3 separate regions of the Mus musculus genome follow, and all the other regions are linked to region 1. The links are chromatin contacts, called in public HiChIP or PLAC-seq and Micro-C maps. All regions are on one chromosome and are shown on one strand. Each heading gives the region's core, a stretch centred on a gene start, on an enhancer-like site or on the middle of the called end of the contact. The rest is flanking DNA. Distances are from core to core; before and after follow the strand shown.

Region 1 (4,892 bases), core at 628-3,127:
AACTCCTCTCACCAAAGCCAGATATGAAACCCAGGAACAGTTCTAGGTTTTCTGTGTAAATGCTTGCTATGCAGAATTCCTGCACTGCCCTTGCTAATAGACCCCAAGGCCCTTCTTCTTAAAAGGGTCTTGCCCTATATCTGAGAATAAATTCCACACAAAAATGAGTACTGCAGAAGAATCTCAGGGGGGGTTCAGTGCCTTTCCCTTCTCAGTCTCTTACAACTAGACATTCTTCATGGACTCTAAACAGAAATCCACAGTCTCCCTGGGATTTTTACTCTCCAGAAATGACACGTACAAAACATTGAATGTATTTGTCACAGGCCTACCAGGTTAATGTCTTTTGTGACAGGGGCATTAGCCATGATCCTTATGTATGAGGTCAAGGAAAGGCATTACATCTTTCTGTCATTACTAGGCAAGCTCCTTCTAAGAGGTAAGGAGACAGTGGAATAGAAAAAGGCAGGAGTTTTTCCCAGGGTTTGGACTGACTGCTCCATCTGAACTCACTGTGGTGACTATTCCCAGTTGTCAAGCTGACTATATCTGGAATTTTCTAAAACCCAAGTGGCTAGGTTCACCTGTGAAAGATTTATAGACTTAGATTTTTTTCAAAACCTACTTTACTTAGGGTTCTTAAATGCCTCAACTTTCCTTCCACCAACCAGAGGTAGGGGGAAAAGAAGGTTAATAAGGAAAGTGTGTTTTGGCCAACTAGAATTAGTTTCTTGGGAGATTCCACTCTTCATTGTCAAGATACCAGCAGTCCAGTTCGATAGCAAACACCAAACATAAATCAATAGCAGCGGTGCAATCCAGCAGAAACAGCAAGGCTCCACCAAATCATCTCACTGGAATAAGCTGGAATACCATGGGAAGTTCTTGGTCGCGTTTCTCTCTACAAAGTGAAGACCAATGAGAAGACCAGCAAGCATTACACAATATAACAATGCAGTAGCCTCCTCTCACTGTTTGTATGTTACTCTATGTTTCTATTTATATTCTTTCTAAACATCACACACCGTCTTAAGTGTCTTGTTTTCAGCAAAACCTCACATGCCCTCTTACAAGACAACTTCCAGAAACACATCACAGGACCCAATTGAGTTGTTAAGAAGCCAGAAATTTCCACATTGGGAATGTTTTTTTCCTTACTTAAATCATTTGAAGTGAAAAGACCCACTTCCAATTCTGATCTTCTGGGGTAAGAGAAATCCATCTTTAAGCATGGCCATACCTTCTGCCTGCAGACTCTATAAAGACAAGGAAGAAGGGAACTTTTGCTGGTCAGCTCTTGCACTCACTGGCAAGTCCTTTCCTTTCCTGGCATTAGAGCCTACACCTTAGGGATTCTGGTGTATACTGAAGTCCAGCTGAGACATCCAGCCTGATTTACCAAAGAACTACCAGATTCTTGAACCTTCTGTTAGTAGACAGCCATTGTCGGCCTAGCTCGACCATAGCCTGGAAGCCATTCTACTAAATCCCCTTTATATACATGTATTCTGTAAGTTCTGTTCCTCTAAAGAACCCCAATACACCCAGCAACAAATAAGTTCCTGATTGTCAATACAATAGCAACAGTAGCAATCCACTGTGTATCCTAAATTATCTGGAGTATAGGTCTACAACTCTATATGATTAAATGGGTTAGCTATGGAATTACACCATTCTGTCCTGAGGATTTCTCAGTCACTAATAACATTTGACCATCTTTGCTTATGTACTTACGGCCTGACCTCCAAATCATTCTCAAAGAAAACCCACCCCCGAAAAATCAGCTAATAAGGGTGCTGTTGTGGGGAGGTTCTCTTCTGTGGTGACAGTGCATGCCAGAAACCAAAGAATATTTTTCTACAGCGCTAATAGCTAGAAATGTGATTCACCAATTAAAGACTGGAAAACACTGGCCTCTTTCATAAGGCAAATGCTTAGGACGTTAATCAGCCAAAGTCATCTTATTCTGTGGCAGACCTGGCATGGAGTCAAGACTCAAGGGAGAAATTCCAAACATGAGCAGTTGGCATGAAAGTGGGTCCTCTGTGCGCAAGTTTTACGCATTAATGATATTGCTCTGTCCAGGAAGATGTGCACGTTATCACAAACTGAAGTGACCCTCCTTCTCAAGGTAACGCATAAACTAAAATATTAACAGGTTAACAATGCCAAAACATAACCGGGCGTGGTGGCGCATGCCTTTAATCCCAGCACTCAGGAGGCAGAGGCAGGCGGATTTCTGAGTTCGAGGCAAGCCTGGTCTACAAAGTGAGTTCTAGGACAGCCAGGGCTGTACAGAGAAACCCTGTCTCGAAAAACAAAACAAAACGAAACAAACAAAAACAAAAAGAATGTCTCTTTAAAAAAATGCCAAAACATATTCATACTCTCATCAGTGAATATTACTAGTCAGATGTTAGCACTACCCTTAGTAATAATTTAGAATCCCAGGTTTCTTCCATATTGGAACTTCTCCATTTTCAATACATCTTCCAAGGCTCTTTTCTGTAAGGAAAGAACATTGAGGGTGGCAGCTAGAAGTTTCCAGGGACCAGGCTACAAGTAGCTCGGATCATTTTTGTAACATTCATTTGGCTACAGCCTGGTATCTTGGCTACCTACCCTAACTTCAAGGGAGCCTGGAAATGCCATAAAACTGATCAGGAAGAATGATAATAGATAACAGGTGTCATGAAGTGTCTGACATTACTCTACAGTGTCTGAAGTCACCATAAATAGATATGTAATTTGCAAAGTCTCTTCAGAACTTTCAGAAGACCATCCAGTATAGCTTACCTTGCCTCTATATCATGAACGTAATAAGAGCAAGGTTGCTGATGCAGTAAAGAGTAATTGATGATCTAGTGAGATCACCACCAAAGTTTGTTCAATTATTTTTGCTCCTTATAAATTAATGCATTTATAAATTAGTGAGATCTTTTCTTTCAAGTAAATAAGCAGTGATTTTGTTGAGTCCGAACAGACGAGATCTTCTACAAAGTCAGGCAAAGAGTATCAAAGAGGATCACATGCAGAGCAAAAACACATGAAGATGATGATCTTCGAGTATTCTGGGCAATAAGAAAGGAATCTGGATGTCATAATTATAGTAATACTTCTGTTTAAAAATATTAACGCTTTAGAAAAGCTGATGTGACAATTTTGGGAAATTTATTAATGCCTTAAAAATCTTGGTGTCTTATTAAAAATCCCATTGAGGCGGGAAATACACCGTTACTTCTAAGTAAATATGTTTTGTATATGCAGGCTCATATTAACACCTTATCTATTAGTCAGTTTGTTTATTTTTTTCAAAATTTCATTTTCAAGATGCAGAAGCATTAGGATTGCATTCAATAAATTTAATGAGCAAGTAATAAAGCCTTTCTTTAAAAAAATAATTTCAAGGCATCAAATTTAAGTAATTAGAATATTTCACTACATAGTATCCTTAAAAACCAACATTATTAACATATTCACTGTAACTGTACAAAAGTGGAGAGACTTAAACATATTTAAATTTTTCTTATGCCTAGAAGAAATCTCTGACTGTGATGTGTTTGGAAGCACGTGTATTTATGTTTTATTACTCGCATAAAGTGCAATTTACCTCTGCTTCACTGGAAAAGGAAGAGAGATTTGGTTCTAGTTGTTTCTGTGCTTGTTATAGCTTGTTCTTCCTTTATGTACCTATTGCTTTTTCTCTTCTTTACCAAAAACCATGCATCACACTCTTAGGCTTTAGAACAAACAGAGCCGCATGAGAACCTTCCTGCATTCATGGTCTGGCCAGAGGGTTATACAGGCTGCATCATGCATTTGCTCAATGACTGGTACTTTTATTCTCTATAGTTCTATTGCATAAAGCATTAGAAAGTATCAGACTTAGCAAAACAGGCTTAAAGTAAATTGTAAACTAGAATAAAAAAGGAAACTATATACTTTTACTTTTTTGTGTACCTCCATAGAACTCTAAACTTGAATGTCCATTGTTGCTTTTTTCTCTTTTTTTTTTCCATTTCTTGATTTCTTTTTTATTAATCATTCCATTCGTTTACATCTCAAATGATCTCCCACGAGATCTTTTCTTTACCATTGGAGTGAATTGCTGATAACTGATGAGTAGCATGGTTCTCAGACACTTATCCAGGATTAGTAAACTATCTATAAGCTAAGCAATTATTTGCCTAGGGAGTCAATACAATGTGTTGACTATGAACAGCCTGGAGTTTTGTTTAAATTCTGTCACATACTATCTGTATTTTGTTTTGTTTTGTTTTGTTTTGTTTTGTTTTTTCGAGACAGGGTTTCTCTGTATAGCCCTGGATGTCCTGGAGCTCACTTTGTAGACCAGGCTGGCCTCGAACTCAGAAATCCGCCTGCCTCTGCCTCCTGAGTGCTGGGATTAAAGTATTTATTAAGACTATCTAAAACTGCACATACAGAGGCAAGCTTTAATTAGCTTGTGATAAAAGGGGAAATTTGTTATGAGAATAGAGAATTGTTTGGTTGTTTGGTATTTTAGTTCTGGGTTGAGCTAGCAGCTAGAGTTAAGAAAACAGAATCTAGAAAGCAGACATGGCTGCCTTTCACCTCTGCACTTCTCCAGCTACATTGCTGGAATCTGTTTCCCCAAACATGCCATGCCTGTGCCCCAGCAATAAGGTCATACTGAATTCCAATTCCAAGTTTTTAAGAAAAAGACTTTGATTGGTTCAATTTAGAAATATTAATCACTAGTTCTAATCAATAATAACAAGGAAATCATTTCTGCATCCACAACTTCTTCAAGAGGCTAATCACCACAATCCAGATGCGATTTCACTTCCTGAAAAAAAGAGAGAGGAGATAGAAAGAGAGAGGGAGAGGGAATGAGAGATGGGGAGAGATGA
Region 2 (4,892 bases), core at 795-3,294, 230 kb after region 1:
CATGCCACAGTGTTCCTCCAAGATGGAAACATGACTCACTGTGCAAGCCATCCCTTTGTGAGAAACTTTGCACTCATTTGCTGAAACACACGAACTGGAGAGCAAGGACCGCTTTCCTGTCTTCTACTCATCCCTTCAGTTTGGTTGGTTGTTTTTTTGTTTGTTTGTTTTGTTTTTTGTTTTTAAACAGTCTCTTGTAGCCAAGCCTGCTCTCAAATGTCTATTCCTCTTGCCTCTACTTCCCAAGTGCTGGAGGTACAGCTGAGTGCCACCATGTCCAGCTATTTCCCATCACCTTGGTCCCGAGGAATTCCTTTGTCCTTCAAGGCTCAGCTCAATGGGTGGCCTGCCCGGGAATGGTCTGGTTTGGGTACCTATGCAGGTGCTCTTCGCCATCTGTTCTTACACTGGTCCATTCTGAGTGGTGTGGTGGTTATCACGTTCACCTCTCAGCGATTGGTTCTACATGACTGTAACAAATAACTGAGAACACGGCTTAAGGAAGGCAAGATTTCTTGTGCTTGCTGTTTGAGAGGTTTCTGTCCATGATCCTCTGGTGAGTCTGAGCATCATAGCAGGAGTTGGGGCAGAGCTGCTCAATGGCAACAGAAAGTAATGAGAAAAGAGCAAAATGGTCTCAGGACCAGATACATTCTTGAAACGCATGCCCCTGGCAACCATTTTCTCCAACCGGCCCCCGCTTCCTAATTTTCATCATTTCTAGCATCATCCTCAGATTCTGAGTCCATCAATGAACTCACTGATGAATCAAAACTCTCATGATCCAATCACCTCTCAATGACTGGATCTACCAAGGGCCAACGATGTTTCAACACGTGAGCTTTATAAAAGTGCATCATATCCAAACCGGTGAACTTTAGATGCTTCTGTTGTATTCTCTGCCTCTCCCTAAACATCAGCTTTTGCAGTCAGGAACCATGGCTTACTTATTTTTGATCCCCAGTTCTCAACACAATGATTGGCACATTGTAGTAAGAGTGGTACGTGATATCTGCACGTACAAACGACACAGTCATCATCCCACCTCTCCCTGGAGAAAGGCCATGCTGGCCCCTGCTTTGCAGCCTCTCTTTTCTGACCATCATGCAACTTCACCACATATCTGCTCATACATAATTGCATATGAATGAACAATTTTTAATTAAATCAATTCATTTGTTTAAATTCATTATTCTGATACACACACACACACACACACACTCACACACACACAGATGAGATAGAAATTTCCTGATTTTTTTCTCAGAAATTAAGACTGAAGTCATGAATTTAGAACTCCTGAGAAGAGCTGGTAGACAGAACAAGAAATGACAGGATCTCCATCAGATCATCGCAGCCTTGGGTGATCACAGCCCAGTATGTACATGCACCCTTATAACTAATCAAAATGTGAGGAGGTTGGCATGGAACACACCCACGTCTTTCTTCAAGGGAAGATACACTGCCTTCACTGATGCAGACAGAGCCTCAGCGGCAGAAATTCCCTAAGTGATGAACGGTGTCTATTCACTCTATCCCTGTCCTGGACTGAGCTTCTAGTGAGGTTAGTTGAGGATTTGAGGTCTATAGTGGGTCTCAGTATCCTTCTCTGCCTCTGTCCACACAGCCACAAGCTTAGACAGGTATAGTCCATCCCAGGAAAACATGGGAATAATCTCAGAACTTGCCTGTGACCCACATACTGAAAGGACTGGAACAAAGTGGCCCCCGTGGAAATAAAGCTATCACCATTCTGCCTGCTTTCAGCATGAGCCCTGCCTCTTACATCAGTGGAACAGGAAAGGATGGAACAATGGTTCTCAGGAGCCCCCCACCCCCAGGCTGAGCTTCTAATGGGCTCTACTGTGCATGGGTGTCAAGCACCTCGTTTGTATTGTCTGAGTCACAGACCCCATGGGGCCCATGGGGTTGAAGTCTGGAGCCACAGCACAAAAAGACTTCCTTCTGTTGGCCTCCTCTGTCCTCACCCCAACTCTGGCTCACAGGAATCCCCAGCCCAGGCTAGGCTGGCTGGTTCTTGGTGAACAGGGCTACCAATGCTCTGACTCATCGCTGGCAACCTCTTCAGGAATTTTGGAATAGGCAGAGGCTCAGGTGACTTTTGTTGTTTCAGCTGGGAACATCCCTGCTCTTAGGGGAGAAGAGAGAGACAGGAAATGGGGACGGGCAGTGAAGTGGTCATGCTGCAGACAGATTAATTTTGACCTTGGGAAGGATAGCTTGCACGAAAGAAGTCAGGTACAGAATACTGCTGATCGAGTGACCTTGGGCCCTGTCCTCTACTGCAAACTAACCACATAGTGAAACTAACTCATCAACTCCAGAACACACTGCACAGGACCAGCCTCACCCTCTTAGTCCTTCTAAATCTTCAAGGACTGGTCACCTGAGAGGATGCTTATATCCTATGTCACCTCTTCACATTTTTGTTTGGTCAGTTTTTTTGTTTGTTTGTTCTCCAGATAGGGTGTCACTGTGTAGTTCAGGCTAACCTTGAACTTGAGGTGATCTTTCTGCCTTCACTGCCTTTCTGCTGCTTGGAATCACAGAACTGCATGCCTGGTACTCCGTACTTTCAAGTGTCAGTGAATGGGCCAGAATATTTAACAGACATCAGATAGAGATGGGTCTGTCTCTGAATCGTCACTTTTCTGCTCTGTGATTGTAGCCAAGTGGTATATGTTCTCAGAGCATCCTTTACCCCTCCTCTGAAGCGATTTAGCAGCCATGACTAATGATTAGCAAGTATCAGAGCAGCCTGTATGCTCCTCTCAGGCCAGCACTTACTGCTGTGAGTTGAAATTACCCATGTTGCACTAACTGGGGGTGTGGTGGGGTGGGGTGGAGTGAGGTGTACAGGAACAGCCACGCTGAGGTTCTAGTTCATGGTCCCAATGCTAATATTTTGAGTGCACAAGGATGGAGAGGAGGGAGGGGAATTGAAACCCAAGATAGAGCATTGTCGAAAATGAGGGGAGTGTGTGACTGCAATGCTACTGAAGTCTGATGAGGAGGGAGCCATGGGCGCCATGCTTTCCCACACTTTTCTGAGGTGATCTGGCAGTGCCGGCCTGTCTTGCATTGTGGGGTTTCCCTGCAGCCTTGGTTCTGAACATAAAACATGCTAACTTTGCACTGTATGTGCCATTCTAACATGCAACACCAACCCAGGCTGCCTGAGCTGCCCGGGCTCAGCTTGAGACTGCTATCTGCCCCAAACTGCAGTGTCTCTGCTGGCTTGTATTAATTTTTGATTATTGCACACTCAGAAGCTTTTGATGGTTGCTATGTTTTTCTGAACCTCCACTTCATGACTCCACGTGGGGTTACAACTCATGGTTTCATATGGTGTGCTCTAGAGCACGCTGGGACTCTAGAAAAGTTCCCTTATGACACAGGGCACTGCTGAAGTGGTCTCAAAAACCTTGCAGGGTGTCAGGAAAGAGAAATCTGACTCTTCTGAAGTGACGCTGGTAGCTCCTAGAGAACGAGCCTATATTGTGGCCCTTTCTGCATTCAGTGCCTTTGATGGCCTCACTTCAGCCCCCAATGCGTGCAAATGAATCCATGGAGGCAGTGGGCGGCTGCTGTGGGAAAGGGATGCCGTGAAACATGACAAAGGCCTGCTTGGCTTCATAGAAGCCACTTAGTCCTCAGAGACCCAGAGCTCCACAGGCACCTCAGCCAGACCTTGATCAGCCACCTCTTCCTGTCCCTCTAGCTACCAGCTACTGTCGCTGTCACCAATTCCTCCTGAAAGCTGTTTAGCAGATCAACTTGGTCAGATGTGATTGTTAAAAGGAATATTTTCAGCCTGTCCTTTTGTGCCATTTCCTAAACGTACGGCCTCAAGTCCTCTGTTTGCAGGAAGTGTAATTATGGAACATTCCCACTGAATAAGAAAGTTTGTTTATCTTTCATCACGAATGGGAACAACCAGTTCGCATCACTTGTGGGCACAAGCCAGGCTCTCCCACAACCCTAGACTCTCAGACTTCTTGGGGTGGTTACCTCCAAAAATCTCAGCAATTTTCCTCCTCTCCAATTTTAAAATTCCAGGCACAGAGTCCAAGAACTGACCCACCCCGCCCCACCCGACAACGGGAGTTAATGGTGGAGACAGTAACTTGCCTTGTCAAGCTCCTGTTTTATCATTTGGGATCTAAGAACTAATCCCTGGGAGCTTTCTCTCTTGGGTTCTGATCTGGAATTAAGAGAGTTTGCACCCCTGCCCCAGAGTGAGGCCTTAAGAGCAAGACCCAGAAAGGTGACTATGAAGAAGCAGCTGAAGAGACGGCCTGTAGATGTATATCCCTGGAGCAAAATTCAGAAAGAGTTCTCCCAAGGAGTGATGGGCAGCAGTGCCAAATACTGCTAAAAGGTTAAGGCACAGGAAACTGAGAAATAACCAGTGAAGTTGACAAGGAGGAGCTGCCCGGTGACGCCGACAAGAGGTGAGCCGTTCACTTCTGTCCACTGGATTCCACAGAGACAAAGAAGAAAATAAATGGAGGCCATGGTCACATTCAGCCCCTGGAAGAGCTTGACTATAAAAGGCAGTACAGACCTGGGTTGGGACTACAAGGCTCTCTTTTTAAGAAACAGAAGTTTTACAGTGTGTTTACGCACTGATGGGGATGAATCCAGCAGAGAGGGAGGCACTGAGGATAAAGAACAGAGGAACGAACTGGAGAACAAATCTCATGGGTTCCTGAGAACGAGATGCCGTGCAGGAGGTGGCTTTGCCTAGGACCTCCACCGTCTCTGAAGGGATGGCAAAGGCTGTGGAATGAGGCAGAGGGTCTGGAGACCTGTTGAGAAGGCTCACAGCTTCTGGGCAACTGTTGCGTTCTTCTTTATACATTCAAGTG
Region 3 (4,892 bases), core at 1,365-3,864, 160 kb after region 1:
GTGTGTGTGTGTATTTGGGTACATGTAGATGTCAAATGTTGACATCGGCTGTCTTCCTCAGTTGTCGCTACCTAATTTGTAAGACAGTCTCCTTCACTGGACCTGGAGCTCAGCAATTTGGCCATGCAGCTGGCAGGCAAAGCTTCAGGAGCTGCTTGACTCTGCACTAGGGTTGCAGATGTGCATGGCCATGCCAGCTTCTACAGAACTTAATGCTGGGGATCCACATCAGGACCTCCTGTCTGTGCAGCAAGCACTTAGGAACAACAAAATAATTCTATGGTTGGAGGTCACCACAACACAAGGAACTGTATTAAAGGGACACAGCATTAAGAAGGTTGAGAACCATTCATTGCCCTAGAACAACAACCAACATCTTAGTCACCAAGACATATTTCCAGCCCCTTATTATTTGGATCTTAAGAACTATATGGGAAAGAATTCAAACAATACAGCCAAAAGAATGAGCTTTAAAAAACAACAACAACAAGCTGGGGGTGGGATTGGCAACGACATCTCAGTAGGTAAAGGTGCCAACTGCAAAAGCCTGGCAACCTGAGTTTGAGCCCCAGAGCCCACACAAGGGTGAAAAGAGAGAACAGACTCCACAAAAGTTGCCTTGTGACCTCCACATGAGCACCACCACCCCTCAACGATAATAAAAATTGAAACAAACAAACAAAAAAGCCTTGAATTTCTTTAGTTGGCATCCAAATGAATGTAATGCACTAAATCTGCAGATCAGCAAGTTTTTCGAGTGAAAAGGAAAAAGCAAATCATAATTGTATCAAGACAAACAGAAACCAGAATATGCAGTCACCCCATCTCTGAGCAGAGACAGGAAATTCAATGTCTCTGGGGGGATCTGACCTATACTCTTCTGACAAGCTTGTCTAGCACAACTTGAAACGTATCAAGAAGCTGTTTTGCCACAAGAAAATCAAGAAGAGGGAAGACCAATGAATGGATACTTCATTCCTCCTTAGAATAGGGAACAAAATACCCATGAAATGAGTTACAGAGACAAAAATTTGGAGTTAAGATGAAAGGATGGACTATCCAGAGACTACCCAACCCGGGGATCCATCCCATAATCAGCCACCAAACCCAGACATTATTGCATATGCCAGAAAGATTTTGCTGAAGGGACCCTGTTATAGCTGTCTCGTATGAGGCTATGCCAGTGCCTGGCAAATACAGAAGTGGATGCTCACAGTCATCTATAAGATGGAACACAGGGCCCCCAATGGAAAAGCTAGAGAAAGCACCCAAGGAGCTGAAGGGGTCTGCAACCCTATAGGTGGAACAACAATATGAACTAACCAGTACCCCCAGAGCTCTTATCTCTAGCTGCATATGTAGCAGAAGATGGCCTAGTCAGCCATCACAGGGAAGAGAGGCCCCTTGTTATTGCAAACTTTTTATGCCCCAGTACAGGGGAACGCCAGGGCCAAGAAGTGGGAGTGGTTGGGTAGGGGAGCAGGGCAGAGGGAGGGTATAGGGAACTTTTGGGATAGCATTTGAAATGTATATAAAGAAAATATCTAATAAAAAGAAGAAGAAGAAGAAGACGAAGAAGAAGAAGAAGAAGGAGGAGGAGGAGGAGGAGGAGGAGGAGGAGGAGGAGGAGGAGGAAGAAGAAGAAGAAGAAGAAGAAGAAGAAGAAGAAGAAGAAGAAGAAGAAGAAGAAGAAGAAGGAAGAAGAAGAAGGAGGAGGAAGAAAAAGAAGAAGAAGAAGAAGAAGAAGAAGAAGAAGAAGAAGAAGAAGAAGAAGAAGAAGAAGAAGAAGAAGAAGAAGAAGAAAAGAAGAAGCTGTTTTGCTATGGTGCTGTGTTGATGTGCATGGATATCCTTAATCGAACAAGGTGGATTTAATGACTCCAGCTTCATTCTAGAGATGAACAATCCAGGTTGCACTGGATCTGAGGTTAAAATCCAAGTCTGTCTGGCTTCAAATCCAAGTTATTACAATGGTTCCAGGGACCTATGTGAGCCCTGATAGATTGTAGACAGTTAGCCATAGAGTTTTAGTAGTTATGTGATCGATCTACTGCTTTCATTTTGCAGATGGGGAAACAGATTGAGAAAGGTCCAATAATCTCACAAGCCTATGGCTGGTGGGAAATCTCTCCTGCCCTGTCTTCACTGCTCCAGACCCACATTCAAGGAAGGAGAAAAAGAGACTGGCCACCTAACGGAATACTGTGCTTATACAGTTGCATAAGTCCACACCCCTGGGAATCACTGGAAGCGGGCGGCACTATGGCTCTTTTTGTAATGCTGAATCTACTTAAGGAAACCTATTCTATAGCAGCCAGGAGGAGAAACAGGAAAAGAAATGGCCAATTGGCTTTCTGAGTCAACTCCACCTTTTCACGCTGAGATTTAGCTGTTCCAGTATTCTACGCTTATCTTTAACCCTCCAATAATGACTTCATTATTTACTCTATTATGCTATATTTTTTTTCTGATCCTAAATTAGAATGCCCTCTGGACCAGAGACAAATACATTTGTCCTTGCATCCCATGTGCCCAGTATTATGCTTCCCACAAACCATACTACATGAAGCCATGCCAGCTAAAGGTAATGATTAACCTTAAGTGTGCGAGTTCAAGATAATTCCTACCCACTCCAAGGCCCAGTCTCTGGTGTCACTTAGATAAAAATCATTGCCTGTGACTTTAAGCCTCACACCCAAAACAAGTTCACTCACTGTTCACTGTCATCTAAGAAGGTCAGAAGGAAAGGGGCCCTCCATTGGGTGGGGATGGGAACACACCCATCTACTTCCTTTGTAAAGTCCCACCTCAGAGGGAAGTGGACTCCAAACAGGATGGGCAGTCCAGGGTACAGGAAATAAGCTATGGCGCTTCAGGGTGCTTAAATAAACTGTTCCTCAAGAGTGAAAGTACAACCAACAATGGAGTGTGAGTGACCCCCCACTGACACCTGCCCTGTCTGTAGGCACCCTGTCTCCCACTGCAGCCAAGTCGCACACACCATGGGTCTTGTCTTCCCTTCACAATCTGTAGGTATCTGGTCTGCAGAGTCCCCAATGGGTTCAGGGTTTGCAGATCCCGTTCCTACGTGTCTTAGATTGTTTCTCCTGTATGCAGCTGACTTTAACAAAGTGCTAATGGGCTTTAAAAATAGCTTCTTGTGGATTTTTCAGAGGACAGGCTGCCTTCCAGCCAAAAATGTGTGGAATGGTGGTTTTCTGTCAACAATGAGTCTTTGTTATGGAGTTGAAAGTGCAGGTCCCTCCTCCTGAGCCCACTGCAGAGGTTTGCCTGATGCAATTGACCCTGTTTTAATTAAGTCTTCCTTTTGTGTTGGACTCAGTGCCAAGAAGTCTAAATGAATGCTATGGATTTCAATGGGTTTTGTTGTTTGGGGTTGTCATTTATTTCCAAGTCTATTTTAGGACCTGTGTAAGGGTCATTCCCTTGCAAAACCTCAAGATAAGGGTTAAGAGACTTTTTCTCAAAAAAAAAAAATAACATTCTCAAGAGTGAACACTATCTTTGTTTTGCTTTCTCTCCAATGTAATTGAATTCTCAACGTCAAGAAAATTTTCCTGCCTCCTGATGGAAACTGGAGACAAAGATGTAACTCACAGGCCTCCATAGATGGGGGAAACTTCACCTGCATTTACCCTCAGGAAACTCTAACAGATCTAGCTTAGTTGGCAGAGTACTAGCATCTATGAAATCCTGGATTTGTTCCCTAGCATCATAACATCTGTAATCCCAGCACACTGTGGGGAAAGGTAGGAGAATCAGGAATTCTAGGTCATCCTCAACTACATAATAAGTTTATTAGAGGCCAGCCTAGACTGCACAAGCTCACTTTGGCACTACTCATGCCATGCCAGGAAATTTCACCAAGGCCAACTTGGCAACTAACGCCAAACAGTTATCACTCTTGACCTTAATCAGAGCAGCCTCTCCTCTATTTCATGAAGTGTGATGAAGACAGAGACCTATGAGTTCACAAGGTGCTAAGCATAAATAAATAAAAAGTGGAGTGCTTAGCCCTAAACAAGGTACCTATATCACCCCTCCAAGACTCAGAGAATATTGTGCTATAAGAGCCAGAAGATAGGGAAATGAACTGTAAAATGCCTTCTACTGGGCAATACATAGCCACTGCAATCATGAGCTCTCAGCAACTGTAGATGATTGCACAAGAATGGACACATTAGCAACCAGACAAGAGCAGAGAAGAGAGACTCAGCATGCCCTACCTATCATGGCTGAACTGTTTCCTTCTAGCAGATTCAAGGAAAGGACAGTCATTGCCATTGGTTGTGTACCCACTGGTGACCCTACCATGAGCCAACAGATATTCATCTGATGATTGTACAGATTAGGCCAATTGAGTCACACAGTAAACCAAAAGTCATTAATCTGGGAAAGGGACAGATTAGGGAGGGGGGTGAGTCTTGACAAATGTTTGAGGAGATAAGAAAGGGTAGGGGAAGAGAGTAACCAGAATGTGTCAAAACTGTCTATTAAATTATCAAAGGACTAACTTAACAAGAAGTAAAAATTAAAAAATGAAAAATAATAATGAAATTTTTTTAATTTAAAATTGGGAACCATGTGGAGAAGGAATTGTGATGACCACTATTCAGGGCTAGAATACAAAAATTTGGAAACTTGGCTTCTTCAAGTCCTAGGTTTTGTTGGAATAAGTTATCACAGGCTAAGTGGCTTGGGACAACAGGACTTCTGAAATCAGGGTCCTGTTCTCTTTGAGTGTTGGAGGACAGCATTCCCCTGCCCTTCCAGGCCTCTAGTGTTTACTGGCAAACCTTTGCTTTCCATGCCTTACAGACATAGGGGCCAATCTCCGCTTCCACCTCTGCATGTCCAGTCTTCCCTCTGTC

Evidence for each region. Hi-C and Micro-C count contacts between places; a contact is called where the count stands out from the background. HiChIP or PLAC-seq counts read pairs in DNA pulled down with a chosen protein or histone mark.
Region 2: a contact with region 1 is called in a Micro-C map of the HL-1 cell line, with 3 times the contacts expected there. The contact joins two enhancer-like sites. A contact is called at or near these places in 11 of 39 promoter capture datasets (the 3T3-L1 cell line, 3T3-L1-derived adipocytes, cranial neural crest and 4 more), 2 of 15 datasets of contacts at CTCF or cohesin (the NIH/3T3 cell line and large pre-B cells), 14 of 484 Hi-C or Micro-C datasets (the C2C12 cell line, the HL-1 cell line, Sertoli cells and 9 more), 2 of 115 datasets of contacts at active chromatin or transcription factors (the 3134 cell line and large pre-B cells) and 1 of 9 other capture datasets (embryonic stem cells).
Region 3: a FOXA1 HiChIP or PLAC-seq map of pancreatic cancer cells shows a contact between it and region 1. The contact joins two enhancer-like sites. A contact is called at or near these places in 1 of 39 promoter capture datasets (the 3T3-L1 cell line) and 2 of 115 datasets of contacts at active chromatin or transcription factors (differentiating embryonic stem cells and pancreatic cancer cells).

The regions. Positions count from the first base shown.
Region 1 is chr7:89,609,499-89,614,390 of GRCm38.p6, forward strand. No RefSeq gene overlaps it. Among named protein-coding and RNA genes, the nearest start is that of Me3, 21 kb to the right of the region's middle. Within about 2 kb of position 1,878, at least 32 of the 459 cell types and tissues checked have an H3K27ac peak or open chromatin away from gene starts, as enhancers often do. A contact at or near this core is called in the HL-1 cell line, the NIH/3T3 cell line, granulosa cells and 1 more, where this site is marked.
Region 2 is chr7:89,835,982-89,840,873 of GRCm38.p6, forward strand. The region is part of intron 7 of Me3 (malic enzyme 3, NADP(+)-dependent, mitochondrial); the gene reads left to right. Among named protein-coding and RNA genes, the nearest start is that of Ccdc81, 65 kb to the right of the region's middle. Within about 2 kb of position 2,045, at least 58 of the 459 cell types and tissues checked have an H3K27ac peak or open chromatin away from gene starts, as enhancers often do. A contact at or near this core is called in the HL-1 cell line, the NIH/3T3 cell line and granulosa cells, where this site is marked.
Region 3 is chr7:89,770,852-89,775,743 of GRCm38.p6, forward strand. All of the region lies in intron 3 of Me3 (malic enzyme 3, NADP(+)-dependent, mitochondrial), which reads left to right. Among named protein-coding and RNA genes, the nearest start is that of Ccdc81, 130 kb to the right of the region's middle. Within about 2 kb of position 2,615, at least 76 of the 459 cell types and tissues checked have an H3K27ac peak or open chromatin away from gene starts, as enhancers often do. A contact at or near this core is called in pancreatic cancer cells, where this site is marked.